Linked DNA regions of Sus scrofa: region 2 is linked to region 1. A link is a contact called in public promoter capture Hi-C data. All regions are on one chromosome and are shown on one strand. The core of a region is the stretch at or near the end of the contact, and the rest is flanking DNA. Distances in the headings are between cores, read along the strand shown.

The links. Promoter capture Hi-C pulls out the DNA fragments that hold promoters and counts their contacts.
Region 2: a promoter capture Hi-C map of liver shows a contact between it and region 1, with 4 times the contacts expected there. The contact joins the promoter of RABGAP1L here to the promoter of SERPINC1 in region 1. A contact is called at or near these places in 1 of 5 promoter capture datasets (liver) and 1 of 47 Hi-C or Micro-C datasets (liver).

What each region holds. Positions count from the first base shown.
Region 1 is chr9:116,190,598-116,195,057 of Sscrofa11.1, reverse strand. SERPINC1 (serpin family C member 1) reads left to right here and starts at 1,958. Exons shown (of 7, transcript NM_001129958.1): 1 at 1,958-2,013; 2 at 4,275-4,460. The coding sequence starts at 1,973. The region is part of intron 1 of LOC110255512 (a long non-coding RNA gene); the gene reads right to left.
Region 2 is chr9:116,400,770-116,404,711 of Sscrofa11.1, reverse strand. RABGAP1L (rab GTPase-activating protein 1-like) reads right to left here and starts at 2,294. Exons shown (of 26, transcript XM_021102607.1): 1 at 2,102-2,294.

The sequences.
Region 1 (4,460 bases), core at 709-3,208:
TTAGACCCCTAGCCTGGGGACCTCCTTATGCCACGGGTGCAGCCCTAAAAGGAAAAAAAAAGAAAGAAAAGATTTTAAATCTCAAGTCTTGCAAATTTATCACAACACTTCTACCTCTTGATCTTCCCCTTCTTTTGCACCCACCTGTCTGCCCTTCCTCTATACATACTGTAGTCGGAAGACCAGTAGCATTGATTGGGATACTTATCTCCATGCCTGGGGTCTATGAAGCGAGGAGCTCCTTGAGAGCAAAGTCATCTTTATATCCTCAAGTATTTATTAAATGTTTCCTAATTAAATGATCATATGGTTCAATGAATGAATGAAAAAAAAAATTCAACCCAACCCCTGATGTACAGTTCTTCACTACCTGGCCAGGTGGTATCTGCACCTCTATCTCTTTCCCCACAGGTGTTCACCAGACCTCCTTTACACCTTGTTCAGGGTCCCCTCATCTGCTTTCCTGAAGGTCAAGGCGCAAGTCTCACAACTTTTTCAAGCTGGAATAATAGGTCTGAACTGCATATTCTCACTCCAAGATCTTTGTATTTCCTATTTCTTCTACATGGAAAGCTTTTCCTGAGATATTTATGTGGCTCCCTCCCTCATTTTCTCCTGATCCCTTAATGTCAATTCATTAAGGAGGCTTTTCCTAACCCCTCCCCCCCCTTGTTTTGGCCACATCTCCATAGTATGTGGAAGTTCCTGGGCCAAGGTCAGGGATTGAACCCAAGCCCCACCAGGCTCTTAACTGCTAGGCCTCCAGGGAACTCCCTGCCACCCCTTTCTAAAACAGTAACCTTTTTACCACCTCCCATCACTTTCTTTTCCCTTGCCCTGTTGTATTTTTCTCTGTGGCTCTTGTTAACAACTCACTGATGTGTTACAGATTTTACATATATATTTAAATTATATATACACACACACACACACACACACACACACACACACACACACACACACACACACACACACACACACACACACACACACATATATATAAAATCACTGCTTCATGTCTTTCTGACTGGAGCTCCCAGCCCCTAGAACAGTGCGTGCTGACTCAGGTAATACTCTTGTGACTGCAGAACACAAGTGGTTGGACAGGAAACTTTACAATTGTCCTTAATCCAGAGTGACAAGGAGCCTCTGACCATTCTGGGGCTTTTTAGGACTGTTCCTCCTAACTGTTCGTACTGTACATGAGGCCCTCAAGGTATCCAGGGTCTAAATAAGCTAAGAACTTAGACAGAACTTCAGTCCAGGTAGAAGTTTCCTGTCTAATGAGTAGAGAAACTCTTTAGAACTCCTATGACTATACCATCTTCAAGGAGTCTCTAATCATAGAGAAGGCACCATACGTGTATCCTGTGAATACAGTTGCGACAATCCTTGTGATACTGTTTTTGGCTATTTAGGAAGATGGAAATAAAAATAACTCTGATTTTTATTTCCATTAGTTTGAATTCCCTTCACCTCCCCAATAACCAAATAAGTAAATATAACAGCAAACATTTAAAAATGTAATGCATTCTGTTTGCTTATTTATAGAGAAAATACACTATTTTCTACCTCCTGGTTTAGTTAACCATGAAAAAAATTTCCTACAGACCAAGTTCTCCTCAGTTAGGTATTTTTTAAGTTTGAATTTGTGAACATGTCCTCCTTTTGCTTTTCTATAAAGATGAACAGGAGAGTGACAGAGTCTTGAGTAAGAAAGGTAGGCCTTTTTTCTCTGGACCTGACTGAACTTTAAAACTTCTCTACTTATTAAACAACACTGGGTGCACACTTTGCTTAACCCCAGGAGCTGGTCATCAGCCTTTGACCTCAGTTCTCCCCTCCTCACCAGCTCCTTCCCCCACCTGAGCCTCTGGAACCTCAGTCAGATTTAGATGAAAGAACCAGTTCAGAGGGATTGCCTCAGACCACACTATCTCCACTCGCCCAGACCTGTGGAAGATTAGCGACCATGTTTTCCAGTGGGATAGGAACTGTAGCTGCTAGAAAAAGGTAAGAGGGGTGAGCTTTCCTTTTGCATGCCCTCAGTGGGTTTTCTGACCTCTAGGGACTCATCAGGATGACCTCGACACCTTTGAGACCAGGCCCTCTCCCTGGTAGTTATAATCAAAGACTTGTTTGCAAGACGTCATTCCAACCACCCTCCCTCCCATCCCCCTCTTGGGTAAGGCCTTTCTCTAAGCCACACCTTGGATTCTTAACCCAAGAAACAAAAGGGATGTCTTCCCTCGTACAAAGATGCTGCATCAGTGCCAGCCCTCACAGCAGTCCAGGAGATACTCTAAGGGGAACTCCTGGGCCTGCCATACATCTGAAAAGAAGGCAAATTTAATCTGTTAGGGCCTCCTAACTCCCTTTTTGCTCCTCCTCCCACTTGATTCCCCCTTGCCTGCCCTGTCTCCCCCCATTCCCATCACCACCACCCCCGCCCCCACCCAAGGTCTCAGTGACCTTAGACAAAGAGCTGCAGCCCTCAACACCAGGCACCTTCCCTTCTTGATCTTTTTACAGGAAGCTAGAAATGAGTCTGTGGCTTGACCACCTTGGTATTTCTGTGTGGTTAACAGAGCTCCCAGGGCCCCTTCGGCCTCCACTTGTATTTCCACATGTAGCTGAGGGACAAAATGGGAAACACAGACAAGCAGCTGGAGAGAGGAATGGCAAAGTTCTCTCTGCTCCATCACCCTGCCTTCCATAGCTCCCTCAGTGCCTCCACTCTCCCACTCTGTGCTTCTGTTCTTAAAAGGGCCACAGAGTTGAGCTCAGATCATGCAAGACATCAAGTACCTCCTAGCTTCCAGCCACACTTGCCCAGCAGACCACACTTGCCCAACAGACCACCTTGGACAGTCCTTCCAGCACTACATGCCTGTCTTTTTCTGCCATGGGAAGATTGAGAAGATTCAGTGCCCACATTCACCCTCCCTTCTCTAGACCTAGGGGCCCCAAGTCAGGCGGAGAAGCTCCTGGCCCCTTCATGTCTCATCTACAAAAATACTACAAGAGAGTAGTATTTATCTTTTGGTTTACTTAATTGGGTGTCTCAATTCCCCTAGTGTGTCAATCTCATGATCTTATTTTTTAAAAAGTGAGATGAGTTTCACTTATCTTAGCACAAGTTGGATTAAAATTTCCAGGCATCAGAAAATGATAAAGGCCTGAACTAAAGCAGTGAGAGAGCCAGGACACAGAGTGCATAGAATCTAGGGTCCGACTAATGAGAAAGGTGAGAGGAGGAGTGCTGGGTGGCTATCAGATTTCTGGATTGGATGACAGGGTACCTGAGGGTCTGTCTGCTGAATTGGGGGACACAAAAGGAGATGTGTGGGTGAGGATTGTGAGTTTAGTTTGCTCATATTTCACTAGGGAACCTGCAGGACCTCCAGGTTGAACTGTCCAGGAAACAATCAGTCTGGCGTTCAGTGGAAGGGTTAGAGCTAGAGATTTGGGCATTTTCAGTACACAGATTGTGCTTTTGCCCCATTTATTCCTTTTTAGCCCTCTTGTGTTGCTGAAATCCCTCTACTATATCAGTCAAAATCCCCCAATCCTTTAACATCCAGATTAAAAGCCATCCATTTCTGAGGTCTCCCCTAAACAGCTTCTGTTAATGGCTCCTCCAACTGCCCTAAGTATACATTAGACACTAAAATTCCCTGCCATTTTTCACATGTGCACGGTCCATCTCACCAATTGGAAGCTTTGCATTCTTTATTTCTCTCAGCATGAGGCCTTGGGCACACAATATTTCTTTTTTTCTATGGCTGTACCTGTGGCATACAGAAATTCCTGATCTAGGGGTTAAATCAGAGGTACAGCTGCCGGCCTATGTCACCGCCACAGCAACACCAGATCCGAGCTGCATCTGTGACCTACACCACAGCTTGCATCAATGCTGGATCCTTAACCCACTGAGCAAGGTCAGAGATTGAACCTACATCCTCACAGACACTATGTTGGGTTCTTAACCTGCTGAGCCACAGCAGGAACTACACAATACTTCTAATAACATCAGTTGCTTCAATAGTTGACTCTAATTTCAACATAACTATGTCCAGGTAACTGGAACTATCCACTTGTAGGAATACAGGACTGGACTTGTCCTGGACTCTCTTTCTTTTCAAAGGTTTTGGCCATCTTCCTGGCCATGCCGGGTTGGGTGGTAGTCTGTGCTTTACTGGTGCAAAATTGTGGTGGGCTGTGGGCGAGGGGACTTCTCAACCTAGCTTAACTCAACCTTCTGTCCCCTGTAGGAGGGAGTGTCTTCTCTCCTTGCTGATTATTGGCCTCTGGGGCTGTGTGACCTGTCATTGGAGCCCTGTGGAGGACATCTGCACAGCCAAGCCTCGGGACATTCCCGTGAATCCCATGTGCATTTACCGTTCCCCAGAGAAGAAGGCCACTGAGGGCGAGGGCTCAGAGCAGAAGATCCCTGAGGC
Region 2 (3,942 bases), core at 1,045-3,544, 210 kb before region 1:
TTTAGAATTGGTGAGCTAATAAACATGAAAACCCCTGTTTCACATACCCAATGAAATTCTGTTATTCAAATAAAAAACATTACAACTCATAGAGTGAAAAGAAAATGATCTGAATTACAAAACAATTAGCAAAAATTATCAGAACATCGTAATTATAATGTATAACATTCCCATCAAATAACTCAGGCCAAAAAAAAAAGTTATAAACTTAGTCACACCTTTTAAGGTTGATTCCTTCACTTACTTCATGTCCCAATAACATTGGGGACCTTGTTTCTAGCTTTCCAGAATACAATATTGGCTATATAATACATTCACATATAAACACTGCCCAACTACATCCATTCCTCCCCACATGACTTGGTGTGGGTAATATCAGGGCACATTATTGCCTGGCTTAATAGAGACACCACACTTTTTTTTTTCTTTTCTGTCTTTTTGTCATTTCTTGGGCCGCTCCCTCGGCATATGGAGGTTCCCAGGCTAGGGGTCTAACCGGACCTACGCCAGAGCCACAGCAGCGTGGGATCCGAGCCACGTCTGCAACCTACACCACAGCTCATGACAATGCCGGATCGTTAACCCACTGAGCAAGGCCAGGGATCAAACCCACAACCTCATAGTTCCCAGTCGGATTCGTTAACCACTGAGCCACAAAGGGAACTCCAATAGAGACACGACTCTAACTCAAGAGTCTCAACTCACCCCCCCAACCACTGAGTGTTTAATATAATATGATGATAATGTATACATTAAATTTATCTGGTCTTTCTCCTTTGTAATTTCATTGTCAGTTTCACATAAGACTCTGTTGAGATAATGAATCACAGGCCAGTTTTCCAGTACTGGCAACTTGTGCACCAATATTTTCCATGGACAAAATCCACTTCCAATTTGCCCACAAGCAAACTTCATGTTTGTATCTTCTGACATCAGACTATTGGATATACTACAAAAGTGCAACAGAAGCCACACATAAACACTCATGAGAAAAGTCAGAAGGCTTTCGTGATAATTATGTTTTCAGAATTCTAACAGGCAACTACCTACTTCCCTCCATGTACAAGAAAATGTAAATGTATTTTTAAAAATCCCTTAAGTTTCCAGTACCAAACATTCAGACCCTGAAATCAGTTTCCAGACAGCACTGAAATCTGTCAGGCAAGCAAAAGTTCTCCTTACCATTAGCAATAATGAGGATGGCATTTCTCATTACTTACATGAAACCCTCAAGTCTGCAAGTGACCATCTAATTTTGGTACATTTCTAAGATAATCCTATCTGAGTGTACAAGGAGAATACACAAGCACCTGGACCCAGAAACAGACCCTGTCAGACCAGTCCCCTAACACCCGGCCACCTCCTGCTAGCCGGTGGCCCCTTTCCACATGCTGACGCACTGCCCAGCCCTGCACCGTTGGCGACCAGTGCAAAGTACTAGCCCAGTCTCAGAAACTTTGACTCAGTTATCAGGACACTGAGCACATACAACCTGGACAGGGGTTGTTTGACATGGCCAGGCGGTCAACTTTGAAGCGGGGCATTTCTTGCAGGTAGAGATCTGCCCAGGACGCAGCCCATCCCAGACTGCAAAACCACAAGCATCAACAGCAAGAGCGGAGCAAAGTGCCGCCGGGCGGAGACAGGCGGAGCGCGAGGGCGAGACCAGGTCAAGAACACATGTCTGAATGTGGGTAAGAAAATCCTAACCACTCGCCCCCGGACGTGGGGCTGCTGGGACTTCGAACCCGGCAGCAGCCACAGTGCAGCAGCGGGCGGCAGCGGCGGAGGCGGCGACAATGTCAGGAGGGCACAGCTGAAAGCGAGCACCCGTCACCACCCGCCCCAGGTGAGGGGCGCCGACCCAGCCTGCCGCCTGCCTGCTCGGGCCGCGGGGGGCGGCCACCGGGAGAACGGCGATGTCGGGGAAGCGACCGACAATCCTAAACCCTCCTCCCGAGTCCTCTCGCATCCCGTCCCGGGCCCGGCCCCCACCACAATCCTCCTCCGGCTCAGCCCCAGGGACAACACCCCCAGCCGGGCCGGCGGCTCCGGGCCGCCCGTCCGCCCACCGGCCCCTAGGAGGCCGCCCTCGCCTCACCTCCTCACGTCTCCGCGGACAGGGCCGGAACAACTCTACCAGGCGCTCGAGTCCCACCCGCCGCCCCGCGCTCTGCGGCCGGGCCCGTCCCGTTCACTCCACAGCCGCCGGAGCCCTAGGAGGGCGGAGGGAGTAAGGCGGAGGGAGCGGAGTGGGGAGGGGAGGAGGACCGCCCGGCAGGAAGAGGCGAGGGAGGGGCGGGCCGAGAAGGAGGAGGAGGGTCGGGAGCGCGCGCGTCCGGGCCCCTCGGCGCGGCGTGCGCGCTCCTGAGGGCAGAAGCACCTCCTCTGCTCAGGGCGGTGGGCGCGCATGCGCACACATGTCTCCGCCTGGCCGAGATTTCGCTGGTGCAGGGGAGAGAAGAGCTGGCAGACCTGGGTTGTTAGGGGTAGGGACCTGGAAAGCGGCAAGAGGCGCTCGCCGCGCTTCAGAGCCTTCCGGAGAGATAACTGCGCCCGTGAACCAGCCCGTGCTGGCTCGAGCCCCGAGCGACCTGGGCCGAGTTTCTGCCCAGAAGTTACTGAGCTCTTAGATAATTCTGAGTTTAAGGCAGTTGTGTTCTTGCTCATAAAGCCTGGTTTACAAATATTTTCAGTCTTAATGTCCCGTAATCCTCAGAGAAGTCAATTTAAAGAATGCTACCTTTTCTCACCAGTTTCTTGTCTTCGCCTCTTTCAGTGTCTTGTGTACTTAGGAAGCACCACCTTGCTGGTTCGTTTTGTGGGACTCCGGGGAGACTGAATAAGAAAATATCCTGCGAGTAAGGAACTGGAAACATGTATTTATGAAGAAAATGTACCCTCATTTGCACCTTTTTATCCTTTAGGGTAATAAATTGGGGGTACAAACTATTAAAGATAAAAATAAGCCAACTCGTTTTCATCTACTAGTATTTACTGATCCTTCAACTCTGAACATCCTCCTTCCTAGATCCTGCAGCCAGAAATGACCAGGAAATTTTCCAAATTTCCTCAGCACTTTGTTACTATACATTTGTGTCACCTAATATATTCAGCTTTCTCTAGGGAAATCTGTGCAAAATTTTCTCCCACTAGAGAATCTTTGAGAACCTGCTTCATTCATTTTTAATCTTCCATCATGCCTAGTATAGTGTCTGACCCATAGAAACTACTCCATAAATGTTATCATACACTGAAGCCAGAGTTAAGTGCAGGTCCAATGGTTTCCGTTCTAGAATGGCTTCTTTGGTTTAAAATTCTCCCTTTGTCCCACTTCATTTCTCCTGTACTCATTTCCCTACCTAAGTCCAAAAGCCACCCTGAGAAATGTGTCATTTGTCCAAAGAGCCTTCTCAAATTCTACACATGCACACACACACCTACCTTTTTCCTAATTTAAATGTCTGTAGATGCCAGGACATATCAAGAATATCACATCTATTTTGTGTTTCCCCCACCTTGCCAGAAAGTCCTTTAACCTCCTGAGAGTCTACCTAGCTCTGGACCTCAATAAATGCTAAACTTTTGATATTTAATAAAGTTAAGGTTAGAATAACTCAATTCATCTGTGTTTATTAATAAATAAGCCAACAAGTAGATTCTAAGTCTCTGCTAAATAAATTACTATTAAACTTAACTCTGGGCACCATAAGAAAGACAACAGATGAAAAAGACATAGTTTCTGCCTTCTGATACCTGCTAACTGAAAAAAGCTTTCTGGCAAAAAGGGCAACACTCTTGGGAGTTCCCGTCGTGGCTCGGTGGAAACCAATCTGACTAGTATCCATGAGGACGCAGGTTCAATCCCTGGCCTCCATCAGTGGGTTAGGGATCCGGCGTTGCTGAGATCTATGGTGTAGGTCACAGACATGGCTGTGGCTG